Regions from separate parts of the Mus musculus genome. Here regions 2 and 3 are each linked to region 1. The links are chromatin contacts, called in public HiCAR-type maps. All regions are on one chromosome and are shown on one strand. Each heading gives the region's core, a stretch centred on a gene start, on an enhancer-like site or on the middle of the called end of the contact. The rest is flanking DNA. Distances are from core to core; before and after follow the strand shown. Region 1 holds the start of Klhl29 (kelch-like 29). Region 2 holds the start of Ldah (lipid droplet associated hydrolase). Region 3 holds the start of Hs1bp3 (HCLS1 binding protein 3).

Region 1 (4,108 bases), core at 231-2,730:
GCGCGACCACAGATAACCCTCCTGCCTCCAGGCCACGAAGACCCGGACGTGAGCCCGCGGTCAGCCCGCATGGCCCGTGGCAGTCTGGGCGCGCGGCCACACTCCCACCTACGTGTCTCCGGTCTACTATCCCACACATAAACAACCCCTCTCCACTCGCCACCACCTCCCCGCCCTTCGCATCCCTGAAGCTGTCCTCCCACCTCCAACCCCCGCTGGAAACCACAAGGTGTCAAGGGAATGTAGGGGAGGTCACAACACGGTCTGTGTGGGTTCCATTCAGATGATATTCAAGCTCTTCCACCTCGAAAGTTACTTGGGATCCAGTGAAGAAACCCGGTCCCCAAATGCTGGGTCTAAGAACGCGAGTGGCAGAACCCGTCATCTAGCTTCCCTTGGCACACAGGCGCGCATCTCCCCAACCCGCAGGGCACACGGCCGCCCTGGGGACCAGCTTTCCAGTGCTTTCTGGGTCCCCCGGCACTGCTGGGGCCCTGGGCCGCGCAGGGGGAGGTGGCCAGGAGAGGGGCGCACACGGCTTGGCCCGGCCCAGCGCTACCCGACTCTGGTGTCGTATTTGCTTCTAGCACCTTCGACCACTGCGATAGTTCCCCTAGGCATTCCCTGCATAACACACCCGGGGGCAGGAAGTTTTTTTCCCCCTTTTTTCCATCCCCGGAGCAGCGCAGGCGCAAGGGCTTCTGCAGGCTTGCGAGCTCAGACGCGGGAGGCTCCAGCTCCAGCCGCCGCCACTGCCAGAGCCGAGCCCAGCGTTCCAGGCTCTGGGCCACACTCCCAAGTCCTGCCTGGCCCAGAAGCTACCAGGACCCTGGGAACCCTTACTCCCTCCCCTCTGCCCCGTTAGGCATCCCAAGAGCCCCAACCTGATCCGGCTCTTACCTGCGGCCGCGCCGCTCCAGCCCCGGCCCGACGCGCAGAGAGCCCAGGGTCGCGGATGGGTGCAGGAGGGTTGATGGATAGGGGACGGCGCCGGCGGGTAGCGGTAGCTGGGGCCGCTCGAGTCCTGGCCCGGAGAAACGGATCCAGGTCCACCTCCTCTCGTTCCTGCTCTCCGCCTTCTCCCCTTTTCCCTCCTCCTCCTCCTCCGCCGCCGCCTCCCGGCAGCCCAGGGAGGATGCCCGGGAGAGGGAAGTCAGTCTTTCTGCCTGTCAGCCTGCGCGGCTATGCGCGGTGCGGCGCGGCTCTCATCGAGGCGGCGGCAGCGGCGGCGGCTCCGGCAGCATCGCCCCCGCCCTCTCCCCGCAGCCGCGGCGGCCGCGGGGCTGGGGCTGGCTCCGGGCGCCGGGCTCCGGGCTCGGGCTCCGGGAGGGGGCTGAGCTTAGGCTCGCCAATGACCTGGGCTGCGGACGTGCGCTGGGTAGCCGGAGCCGGGGTTAGAGCTGCTGCTAGATCGGCGGTGGCAGGGACAGCGGCGACGGCGGCGGCGGCGCGGGGATTGGCGCGGCCGCGGCGCGGGGACCATGCTCCCTTCTGGCTCGCTCCTCTCCGGGTACCGTCTGCTTTAGCTGCGAGGGAGGCGGGCTTCGGCGCGCAGCCAGGGACGGGCGGAGCCAATCACAGACGCCCGAGTAGGCGGGGGCGGAGGGTGGGGGAGGCGGGGCGCCCCCGGCCCGGCTCAGCGCTTGGCTCCCGGGGCCCCAGGGATCCCCTGCAGCCGCGCGCCGGGCCCCAGGCTCAATGCCAGCGGGTGTGTCCGTGGTTGGTCCGCCACCCCCGCCCCCTGCAAAGATACCCGGCTCGCCCGGCTCCGTGGCCGCGCCGGTAGACTCACGACGCATGGCCGGGCTGCTGGGCCATGGCCTCCGGGTTCCGAGAGAGCCCGGGCTTCAAGGAAACGGACTGAAGGGAGCTTCCCTGCTGCTCTCAACACCTGAGGAAACTGGTGGAAAAGTTTGAGAAAGAAAAGTCCAATCGTCTTTCAGCTTCCGCCCTCCCTATGACACTCCAGCCTGGAGAAGGAGTAGGGAACGTCCATATCTCTGAAAGACCACCGCGAGCCATGCCAGTCCTGTCTTCTTGCATCTGCCCTGACTTCTGAGCATATGCGAACTTTCCTGTTTTCACAGACCTCCCTGGGTTGCTCAGATCACACAGGCCTGCTTTGACACTCCAGCTGCAGCCAACCCTCCCAAGATCCACACTGACCGAGTCTTCCTCTCTTCATGCTGTCTACGCAGACCCTAACTGGAACACTAAGAGGAAACTTTGGCTGGAGACCTGTGGCTACCGGTGTGGGTGTGAGCTTTTTCATCTCTCCAGCACACTTCTTTTCTGTGCCTGTCTTCCTTGGGTTGCTAACTCTGCAGGTCAGTTTTCTTATTCCCAGACCCACAGAACCCCTCACCTGTTTTGAGATTCAGAGGGAAAGCCTGTGGCTCAGTTCCCCTCCATCTTTCAGGCAAGTCTGAAGGTTAAAGTCTGAAGTTTATAGTCGGTGGGTTCCTTCTTCATTTCTCTTCACCCATACCTCCCCCACCCCATCCACACAAATACTGAGGCCTATTTCAAACTGGGGGCGGGGGTGGGTGGGTAATAGGGGAGGGACATAGCTGTTTTTTAAGGCTGATCTGGGCTGGCTGTCCTGGGAAGGCTTTACTAGGCTCCACTCATGTCTTTGCCAGGGAGGAGGGAGAACTTTTTTCTCTCAGGGGCCTCCTGTGATTGTCAGACCCACAGCTCTGCTGTTTTGGCTGTAAACTCAGTGCAGGGGTTGTGTATCCTTTAATATCTTGTAGGAAGCACAGTACAGTGTCATGGCTGATAAATAATAAATAATAATAATCTGCTGAGGGTAGCAGGAGAACTGTCAGTGAAGAGGGAAGAAGACAGCGGGGAGATGGGCCGTTGGTGTTAGAGTAACTGCATTTGGGGGGGGGGGAGAATCAGATGAAGTTTTAGTGTTCAAAAGCTTGAAAGGTGGGTTAGGGACGCACAGTGTTTGCATCCCAAAGGAATCTACCCCCAAGACAGGACAGCCAGGGCAGTGACATTAAGGCAGTGACAGAGGCTCCTCAGAGGGAGATAGGGTGGCAGTTTGGGGGAAAACAGCCCCCAGAGGTCCTCAAACTACACCTGAAGGTGAAATATAGGTGTGGTTTGAATACTAAGTTGGCAAGATGGTGAACGAGGTACCAGAAGAGAATAGAGAGCAGGGAAGCGAGGCAGGGATGGATTGGGGTTTAAAATAGACACCTAAGCAATATCTCAGGCAATTCGATGCAAAGAGAAGCAAAACGAAGCTACAGGCACGCCAGCTCCATGGGAAGCCATCCTCTGTGAGGATCTGTGTGTGCTCACCAGCGGTGAACAAGGAGTCCACCAGCTAGCTACATTCTGAACAGCTTCCTGTACGATCGTTGTAGGCAATATAGGACATGGCCAAGGTTTGAATAGGTTAAAACCTGGCAATTTGGCTATGTATAGCTTCTGACCAATTGTTTTGAATGATCCTCAAGTGAATGAAGGGGCAGTGAACTCCAGGAATCCTTTCTTGGCTTCCTTTACGTGAGGATAGAAAAATTCTCTCAGTTGACTTGCTAAGCATTGTTGGAGAAGAGAAGCAGACTGGAATCCCATCCCAGAGGAAGGCTTTTTTTTTTTTTTTTTTTTTTTTTTTTTTTTTTTTTTTTTTTTTATAGCAATAGGGTCAAAATGTCAGGGGGGAAGAGATGAGCTGAATGGATTAGAATCCCAGAGGGTATGTCTACATTTTTCTTACCCTACCCTCTTTTCATCTGAGCCTGTATACAAATAGGATTTTAAGAGGGTATGTCCACATTTTTCTTACCTTACCCTCTTTTCATCTGAGCCTGTATACAAATAGGATTTTAAGAAGCCACATCTTTTGTGGAATTATGTCTAGCTACTATTTGCAGTGAGGCTTACTGTTTATACAAAGGTCTGCCCTTGGGCTGGTTAGTTTTTTCAGTTGTTACTGTTGACTTGACACAAGCTAGAGTCACTTGTTAAGAGGGAACCTTGATTGAGAAAATACTTCCGCCTGGATGATCAGTAGGAAAGCTTACTTCTTGTGGCATGTGTTGGGGTCAGAGCCTTTAGAGAGTCCAGGAGAGGCTATTGGTGAATG
Region 2 (3,891 bases), core at 317-2,816, 2.8 Mb after region 1:
GAGCATCCTATTCAGCTACTTATATAAGCTACAACAGTCATAGTCTGCCATGTAGCAAAGTGAACATTGTGTGCAAAAATATGACAACTTAGTAAGAACATGTATATTCCAAAAGTAGATGGCCCAGAGAAAACATGAAGAATACAGAAACTGCTGCAAGTAACCTGAGCCTAGCTCTCCTAACTAACTGTGGGAAAGTCAGTTTCTTCGCACCTCATTTTACACTGCAGTTAACAGAAATAATCTCTGGCCAACTATAAAGTCTGAATTGCTTCAGTTATTTCTGGCACAGGTTCAGTGAAATCAGAAACATAAATCACCTAGATGCTACATCGTAGATGCATATCCAAGAATTAAAAGAAATCCTGCACCAATGCATTCTGTCATGTAGTCTATGGATGAAAGAAGGATGGAACAGATACCCAGAAAGACGCCCTTGATATGTCAGTAGTCCTTTAACAGCATTACTGGCAGGAAATTTACACACATAAAACTGACACCACTTGGTACATATCCTATGGTCACCGTAACATAATCATTTACTTTTATGTATTTATATCTCCAAACTCTAGTGATCACTTGTTAATACTGACCACACTGAAATGCTAAGGGTTTAAAAATTAGTTCATGAAAAACTCTTAACACAATGAATATCTTTTTCTATATTCATTAAATGTTACCTATTGGATGTGGAAAGTAGAAGTGATAAAAAAGGGTTATGAAGATATTTATCGGTTTACATTCCACAGCTAGTTGGATGTTGGTTCAGTAGTTATGAGCACTAACTCCTTTTCCACAGGATTTAGGATTGATTCTCAGCACCCACATGGTGACCCATAGGCTTATGTGGTTCAGGTCCCAGGGAACCCAGTGCCCTCTTCCAGCGTCCATAGGCTCCAGGCTACTAATATACAAAAAGATTTTTAAGTTAAAATATAAGTGATGTTGGTACTATCACCGAGGTGCTGGATACAAGCGCAAAGCTTTTCCATGTGTGATAATTACTATGGGTTTTTTTTTTCTTTCTTTCTAAGTTCCATGCTTCTTCTGGCTATAATACTGCCATATTGGCGACAGTATTTTGGGGGACAGAAATACACTGATTGCCTACAATTGTACCAAGTGTTGAGGATACTATCTTGAAGTTTGTAGTAAGCTGGAAATAGCTCTGGAAGGTCGCATTATCCTGAATATGAAACTGAATACTATATGAAGTTGAATACTAGCACTAAGGTCAGCTGAGAGTCAACTTTCCTGTGATCATGAGTCAGGAATGAAAAGCAACTGGTGGTGGAAGAAAGGAAAAGTGGGCAGATGGGGGGGGGGGGGGGAATGAAAGAACCTCCAAAGAGAGGAAAAACTCGTTTACCAAAACGACAAAGAACAGAGAGCGGGTAAAATTCAGGTGGTATGCTAGAAACGCTCTATGTGCTGCTCCCAGCAATCTCGCTGACTATAAACCACCTACCCATCAAGCTGCCACCCAAACTCTCACACGGGAGATCCTTGCAAAGCGTTCTACGGGTCCCGACTTCCGGGACCGGCGCGGCGCGGCGCTGTGACGTCAGTACAGGCGGAACTTCCGGGTCTGGTGAGGCTTTGCCGAGACGTCGGCGGACGACCCCAATACCTTGTGAGTGGGCAGGTGAGGTGATGCTGCCAGTACTGTGTGGTTTGTCTGAGGAAGGGCACGTGGGCTGCGCATGGGGTGGTGCTAGGATAACTGAGCTGCCATCACCCCGCGTGCACAGCCGCTAGGCCGTGCGGTACGCGATGGCACTACACTCGCCCGACCTGTGGCCAGGTCGCCAGAGGCTCCCTGGGTAAGGATAAGCCAATGCGCTGGCAGCCAGCCTTCTAGAAATAAATCCAAGTCTGCGCTGGGGCTCCCCAGGCATCTGTGGTCGACACTGTCCCTCGTGGATTCTCCTGAGAAATCTGCTGACATTAAAATTACCTTTACCCTTGCATATGATGTGTTGTTTCACTGCTTTTAACTTTTTTTTTTATTTTAGTTTTACAAAATGCATGGCTTCTAATAGTATAGTATACATTTCCCCAGCTTGAGAAGCTCAGCTTCTTGAATCTGTAGATTTATGCCCTTCCCAATTTTGAGAAGTTTCCAGATACTCTTTCTTAAAACGTGTGTTTTAGCCCCACATTGCCTTCTCTGAAACTCTAGTTGCATGAATTTTAGGTCATTTGTCATTGTAGTACAAGTCCCGGGGCTACTGCTGAGTTTTTAGACTGTTTCCCACCAATTCAGGTTTGTAAATTTTGTGGATCTATCCACGTTCTCTCATCTCGTTCTTTGTTGATACTACTCTGCTGATAATCCACCCCATAAGTTTTGTTCTTTCAATTATTACTTTTAAATTCCTTGCTCTTGTTTCTTATATAATATTTATGGTAGCTTCTGACCTTTAGTGTGCTCTTACATTTTTCTGGGCTTTGCTGTCTTCTTAGAAGAATATTTTAATCAAGCTCTTTCTTACTTTGGGAAACTATTACATTCCAGGTGCCTTCAACATTTTTCTAAACTACTTTGATGAAGAAGTTGGAATGTTAGTAGGAGAGACTTTTAAGATCATCATGGGCAAAATATCAGGTCACTTTTTCTGAAACGTTGTATTGTATGCCTGTGTCATAAAGGGTCAATATGCTTATCAGTGTGTTGTGAGCTAATGCTATGTGACTAGTGAGGTGAGGTCCTAAGAGGTGAGGCAACTTTGTTCTCAACCTCAGGAGGCAGCCTACATGCACTGCAAGAACCTATTAAAATTGGCCATGTGAAAAGATTAAATATGAATTAAATATAAGATTATGTGTTCAACCTATTTTTGTTTTAGAGCATTCATTGTTAAGCTTATCAATAAAGGTACTTCCAGATGACCCCTGTCCCAGTGAACAAGTCAAAGCCAGCTGTTGAGTTTTTCTTAGCTAACTCTACTTTGGATTGTTCCAAAACTGCCTGTGCTGTACTCTATAAATTTCTAACCCACACAATCTGTGAGAATATAACATATCTTCAGGTATTAAGTTTTATGGTGGTATGTCATGTACCAAGAATAAATGAAATCCCTTGTATTTTCTAGGAACCTTTTATTTATTTTTTTTTAAAGATTTATTTATTTACTATATGTAAGTACACTGTAGCTATCTTCAGACACTCCAGAAGAGGGCATCAGATCTCATTACAGATGGTTGTGAGCCACCATGTGGTTGCTGAGATTTGAACTCAGGACCTTTGGAAGAGCAGTTGGTGCTCTTAACCGCTGAGCCATCTCTCCAGCCCCCGGAACCTTTTATTTTTTTAAACTGTAACAGCTATCAGCGCATGTTCCTTGGAAGATAATTCTAGAATTACTTACTGGTTTCCCAACTCCTTAACCTGATATTCAAGGATGTCATAGTCTGGAGTAGAAGAATCCCAGCACTAGTCTAAAATTGTGTGTGTGTGTGTGAGTGAGAGAGAGACAGACAGACAGACAGACAGACAGAGAGATTCTGCAAATCTGTCTCTTGTGATCAGCATTACACTTTATCGAGTTTTTTGTTTTGTATTATTTTTTAAGACAAATCTTCTATAAACCATACTGACTTTGAACTCCTGATCTTTCTCCTACCTCCCCAGTGCTAGAAAAATAGGCATGAACCACGACAGCTTGGTGTGTGGTTTGGGGGATTTGTTTGTTTGTTTGTTTGTTTGTTTGTTTGTGAGACAGTTTTATATACCAAGTAGCCCTGGCTGGTCTCAAACTCACAACATTCCTGCCTCAGCCTCCCAAATTCTGGGATTATGGTAATGCACCAACATACCCAGATGATAGTTTCCATGTGATATTCTTTGACTCTTTTAGAAAACCCTTATGGTTATTAGCTGTCTGGTTA
Region 3 (3,935 bases), core at 862-3,361, 2.9 Mb after region 1:
CACGCCCGCTCCCTATTCTGCACCTCAGCAGCCTTCGCCGTCTCCCCCATTCTGGGCTCCTGTGCATTTCCACACCACTGCACACGGCTCGGCTGTTCAGGAGGGTCCTCTGTGCACACTTTATTTCCTGTCTGGTGACCACTGTCAGTGCAAAGGCTAAGCTCAAACACACCGAGTACTTCATGCCCTGACTCCTGCTTTCCTCCGCTGCTAGACCCTACTGACTCCTTCCTTGTCGGGAACATTCCTAGTTTGCCAATTCTTATTTCTCTAGGAAACTGCTCCTTCGCACCGCCCTTTCTGACTCCATTTCGTTTTGCAATGGAAAAGAGAAGGAAGAAGAGGAGGAGGGAGGGAGAGGAGGAGGAGGAGGAGGAAGGGGATAGAAGGGAAGGGTGGAAAAAGGAGAGGGGGTTAGGATGGGACAGGAGGGGAGGCTCCATTAAATCTCTGTGTTAATGCCTATGAGGTGGCTCAGTGAGTAAAATAACATTCTATACAAGCCTGATCCCCTAAATTCTATCCGCACCTCAGAATCTGTGGTGCAAGGAGAGATCCAGCTCCCGAAAGTTGTCCTTGATCTCACAAGTGCAGAGTTAACTGCACACACACACACACATGCACACACACATAAACACACATGCACATATACACACACATGCACACACATACATGCACACACATGCACGCACACACACACAGGCACACACATGCACACACACATGCACACACACACATGCACACACACGCGCACACACATGCATACATACATACACACATGTGCACACACACACATGCACACATACACACACTCGTGCACACACACACATGCACACATACATACACACACACATGAACATACACACATACACGCACACACACGGGGTGGGGGGAGAGGGAGAGAGAGAGTAGTAAATGGTAGTAATAATTATAAGTTTAACATTTAAAACACCTATTATTGTCACCTTTTCTCTAGACAAATCCAAAACGCCGCCAACAGGGTGCATGAGTGTATATGTTTCAAGAGGCAAAGTTTGAAGTCATTTTCAAACTTTTAAAATTGACTGTGGGATTACATCACTGAAGCAGAGGATAATGGTTTGAGTGTGCTGAGATGCTACCTAGAGAGCATGGCATGGAGCCTGCAAGATGACTCAAGTTAAAATAATTTCTTGCAAACCTGACCTCCAGATTCCAATCCCTACAAGCCATGGAAATGTGGAAGGAGAGAATCAACTCCACAGAGCTGTCTTTCGACCTCTATACACTCTCCATGCACACACACACACTAAAACGGGAACATAATATGTCCCTTAGGTGCTTTTGGTGTGGCCCAGCATCTGCAGCTACTTATCACTGGAGAGAGCAAAGGACAGACAGCAGTTTGTACCTGTCACCTGGCCCTGGTTTCAGTCTCCTGAGCCACGGGCAGAAGACAGGAAACAGCAGGTATGGTCTCTCTCATTCTCCTGGGGTAGAGAGTTGAGCCCATTCCCAGGTGGTCCACTCAGTCAGAGACATACAGAGTAAAATGTCCAAGACCTCCTCCTCAATGCAAAGCAAGCCAGGCCAAGGCCAAGAGTACCTTTGAAGGGAGGGAGAGAGGGACAGAGAGGGAGAGAGAGGGAGAGAGAGACAGAGAGGGAGAGACAGAGTCAGAGACAGAAAGAAGAGATGGACAGGAAACCTTAGGAGAAGAGCCCGAAAGAGAGGGTTGTTTTCAATGACAGCCCACAAGCCTGAAGGGACAGAGTCCCAAAGGGGAAGACTCCTGTTGACTGAGTGATTGACTGCATAAGTGGAAATGACCCCAGGGAGAGAAAAGAGTGCTTTTGTAGCTAGCCTGGAGAGAAGCCTGAAAACTAGCGGCTGGATTCCTGTACCATTAGAGGTTAAGTCAGTACTAGGATTAAATGGCATGAGGTGCCAGGCTTAAGAGGTGGCTATGGGGGACCTAGGGAGGGATGAGCAGCAGGGATGACCTCTCTACTCCGAGGCCACAGACACTGCGATGTGCACATCCGCTGCCACCAGGGGGCGGGCAAGGGCTGAGGAGACGGCGCTGCGCCGGAGCGGGGCGGGGCGGGGACGCAGCGACGCCCAGGACGCCAGATCCCGTGACCGTCCGCCCGCCCGCAGCCGACATGCAGTCCCCGGCGGTGCTCCGCACCTCCAGGTGAGCCAGACCCCCAACATGCATGATCCAGACGTCCCAGCAGCTGACGGTTTATCCCGCTGCACCGCACACTATCCTGCTGGCGTGCTGGCGCGCCGTCTAGAGTCCCCGTTTTACAGACAAGGAAACTGAGGCCCCCTAAAGGATCCAAGCACTCACCCACGTCTCCAGAAAAGCCTGGGATTGGCGAGATAGCGCTGGCTGGGACAGGGCCCAGCTTCCTGTCCCTGCGTATGGGGGGAGGGGGGCATTTCTTCCGGTCCCCCAAACATTTCTGCGCTAGCTGTGTGAATAGCTCGATGCTAAGCACCAGGGACGAGGTGAATAAAACAAGGTGTCCCTGGAGGTGATACCCGCACCAAAATGACTGGTGCTGCGGGAGGGGGCGTGTTAAGTTCAGTTGGCAGGGCAGCACACTGCTGCTGTTGAACCCCAACTACGCAGAACTAAGACCCTGGCAGTTATTGCTGGAGAGAGCGCAGGAGCTTCCTCAAAGGGGTCAGAGCAGTGCGCATCCACCCAGGGCCATACTCACAGCTAGGGTGAGGCTTGGAAAGGCTTGTGGGCAGGGTGGATGTCCTACTCCTTCCTCGATTTTTAAGTAACTCTGAAATGATGAACTTTAAGGATAATCGTATACTCTGCCTTTATTCCCCGAATACAAACTCTAGCCAAGATGGGCAAACGGGTGCTTTACCCAACACAAGTTCATTTGTATTCCCAGCTCCCTGGTTAGAAAAGTATGGTTCCGGACGTAAGCCCTGATCTTGAAAGCTGCTTGCTCTCCTTGGTGTGGTGAGGCCGCAGGCCACATCCCCATTAAAAGAGATGTTCCTATGACCCTGTGAGTCGTTCCCTTTCACAGAGCCTCAGTTTCCCTTCCTGTAGAGAAAGGTTCCATCTAGAGAGATAGGAGGACAGGAGCAGTAAATGTCCCTGTGGGCCACCAGACTGTGACTGTGAGTTTGGTGCTGGTGCCTAGAAAGGGTAGTGGTGGCTTCCCTTGGTGCTAGCATGCCCCCGAGTGTTAGCAGGCATAGTGTGCTGCTGATGGTGAGGGTGGACGAGTCGTGCCCTGTCCACCATTCTGATAGTCACAGCAGACCCAAGGAGCTTGCCTTTGAGGAGCACAGCCACCTAAGTAAGCATTGAAGTGGCCCTGCACCCAAGATCAGCTGGAGTTTCCAGCCTCCTCCTGCGCGGCATCTCTGGGCTTCATGCAGTATCCATCCAGCAGGTGTTTTCTCGGGATCCCTTCGATGCTAGACACCGGTCCAGGTTCTAGGATACAGTAGTGAGGCTTTGGAGGGAATGGGTGGGCAGCGAGAAAACGTAAGCTATGTCGAGGGTAGTAAATGCTGAGAAGGAAGCTGAATGATGGGGAGGGAGGTCAGGTGACAGACATGAGTTTTATACGATGTGGTCAAGGGATATCTTTCGGAGAGATGGCAGGCGAACAAGCTCTTGAGAAGTCTCACAGTGGAAAGGACTATAGGAAGGAGAGCTTGCAGTGTGTGCTCAGCAGGAAAGACAGAAAATCCAAAGGCCGTGTGCTGATGTGGAGGGAGCGTGGAGAGAGTGAGGTGGCCTGCAATGGAGAAAGGCCATGAGGTTTCATTCTGAGTGCGGTGGGAAACATAGGCAGCCTGGCCATGGGAGCAAGGGGACAGAGAACCCGTGGCTGCTGCACCCATGTCCTTCAGGCACCGGCCGGAGTGGCTGCACGGAGGGGTGGGAGGAGGGGCTGCAGCCTGTTTAG

What was found. HiCAR-type assays count read pairs that join an accessible place to other places.
Region 2: a contact with region 1 is called in a HiCAR-type map of astrocytes, with 6 times the contacts expected there. The contact joins the promoter of Ldah here to the promoter of Klhl29 in region 1. A contact is called at or near these places in 1 of 39 promoter capture datasets (hippocampal neurons) and 2 of 115 datasets of contacts at active chromatin or transcription factors (astrocytes and stem cell-derived neural progenitor cells).
Region 3: a contact with region 1 is called in a HiCAR-type map of astrocytes, with 7 times the contacts expected there. The contact joins the promoter of Hs1bp3 here to the promoter of Klhl29 in region 1. A contact is called at or near these places in 3 of 39 promoter capture datasets (cranial neural crest and embryonic stem cells), 1 of 484 Hi-C or Micro-C datasets (embryonic stem cells) and 2 of 115 datasets of contacts at active chromatin or transcription factors (astrocytes and forebrain).

What each region holds. Positions count from the first base shown.
Region 1 is chr12:5,374,202-5,378,309 of GRCm38.p6, forward strand. Klhl29 (kelch-like 29) reads right to left here and starts at 1,481. Exons shown (of 14, transcript NM_001164493.1): 1 at 901-1,481. 2810032G03Rik (RIKEN cDNA 2810032G03 gene) reads left to right here and starts at 1,519. Exons shown (of 2, transcript NR_015579.2): 1 at 1,519-2,327.
Region 2 is chr12:8,206,560-8,210,450 of GRCm38.p6, forward strand. Ldah (lipid droplet associated hydrolase) reads left to right here and starts at 1,567. Exons shown (of 7, transcript NM_001364261.1): 1 at 1,567-1,645. It overlaps Gm33037 (a long non-coding RNA gene), which reads right to left and starts at 1,574. Exons shown (of 4, transcript XR_381233.4): 1 at 1,469-1,574.
Region 3 is chr12:8,311,322-8,315,256 of GRCm38.p6, forward strand. Hs1bp3 (HCLS1 binding protein 3) reads left to right here and starts at 2,112. Exons shown (of 7, transcript NM_021429.3): 1 at 2,112-2,176. The coding sequence starts at 2,145.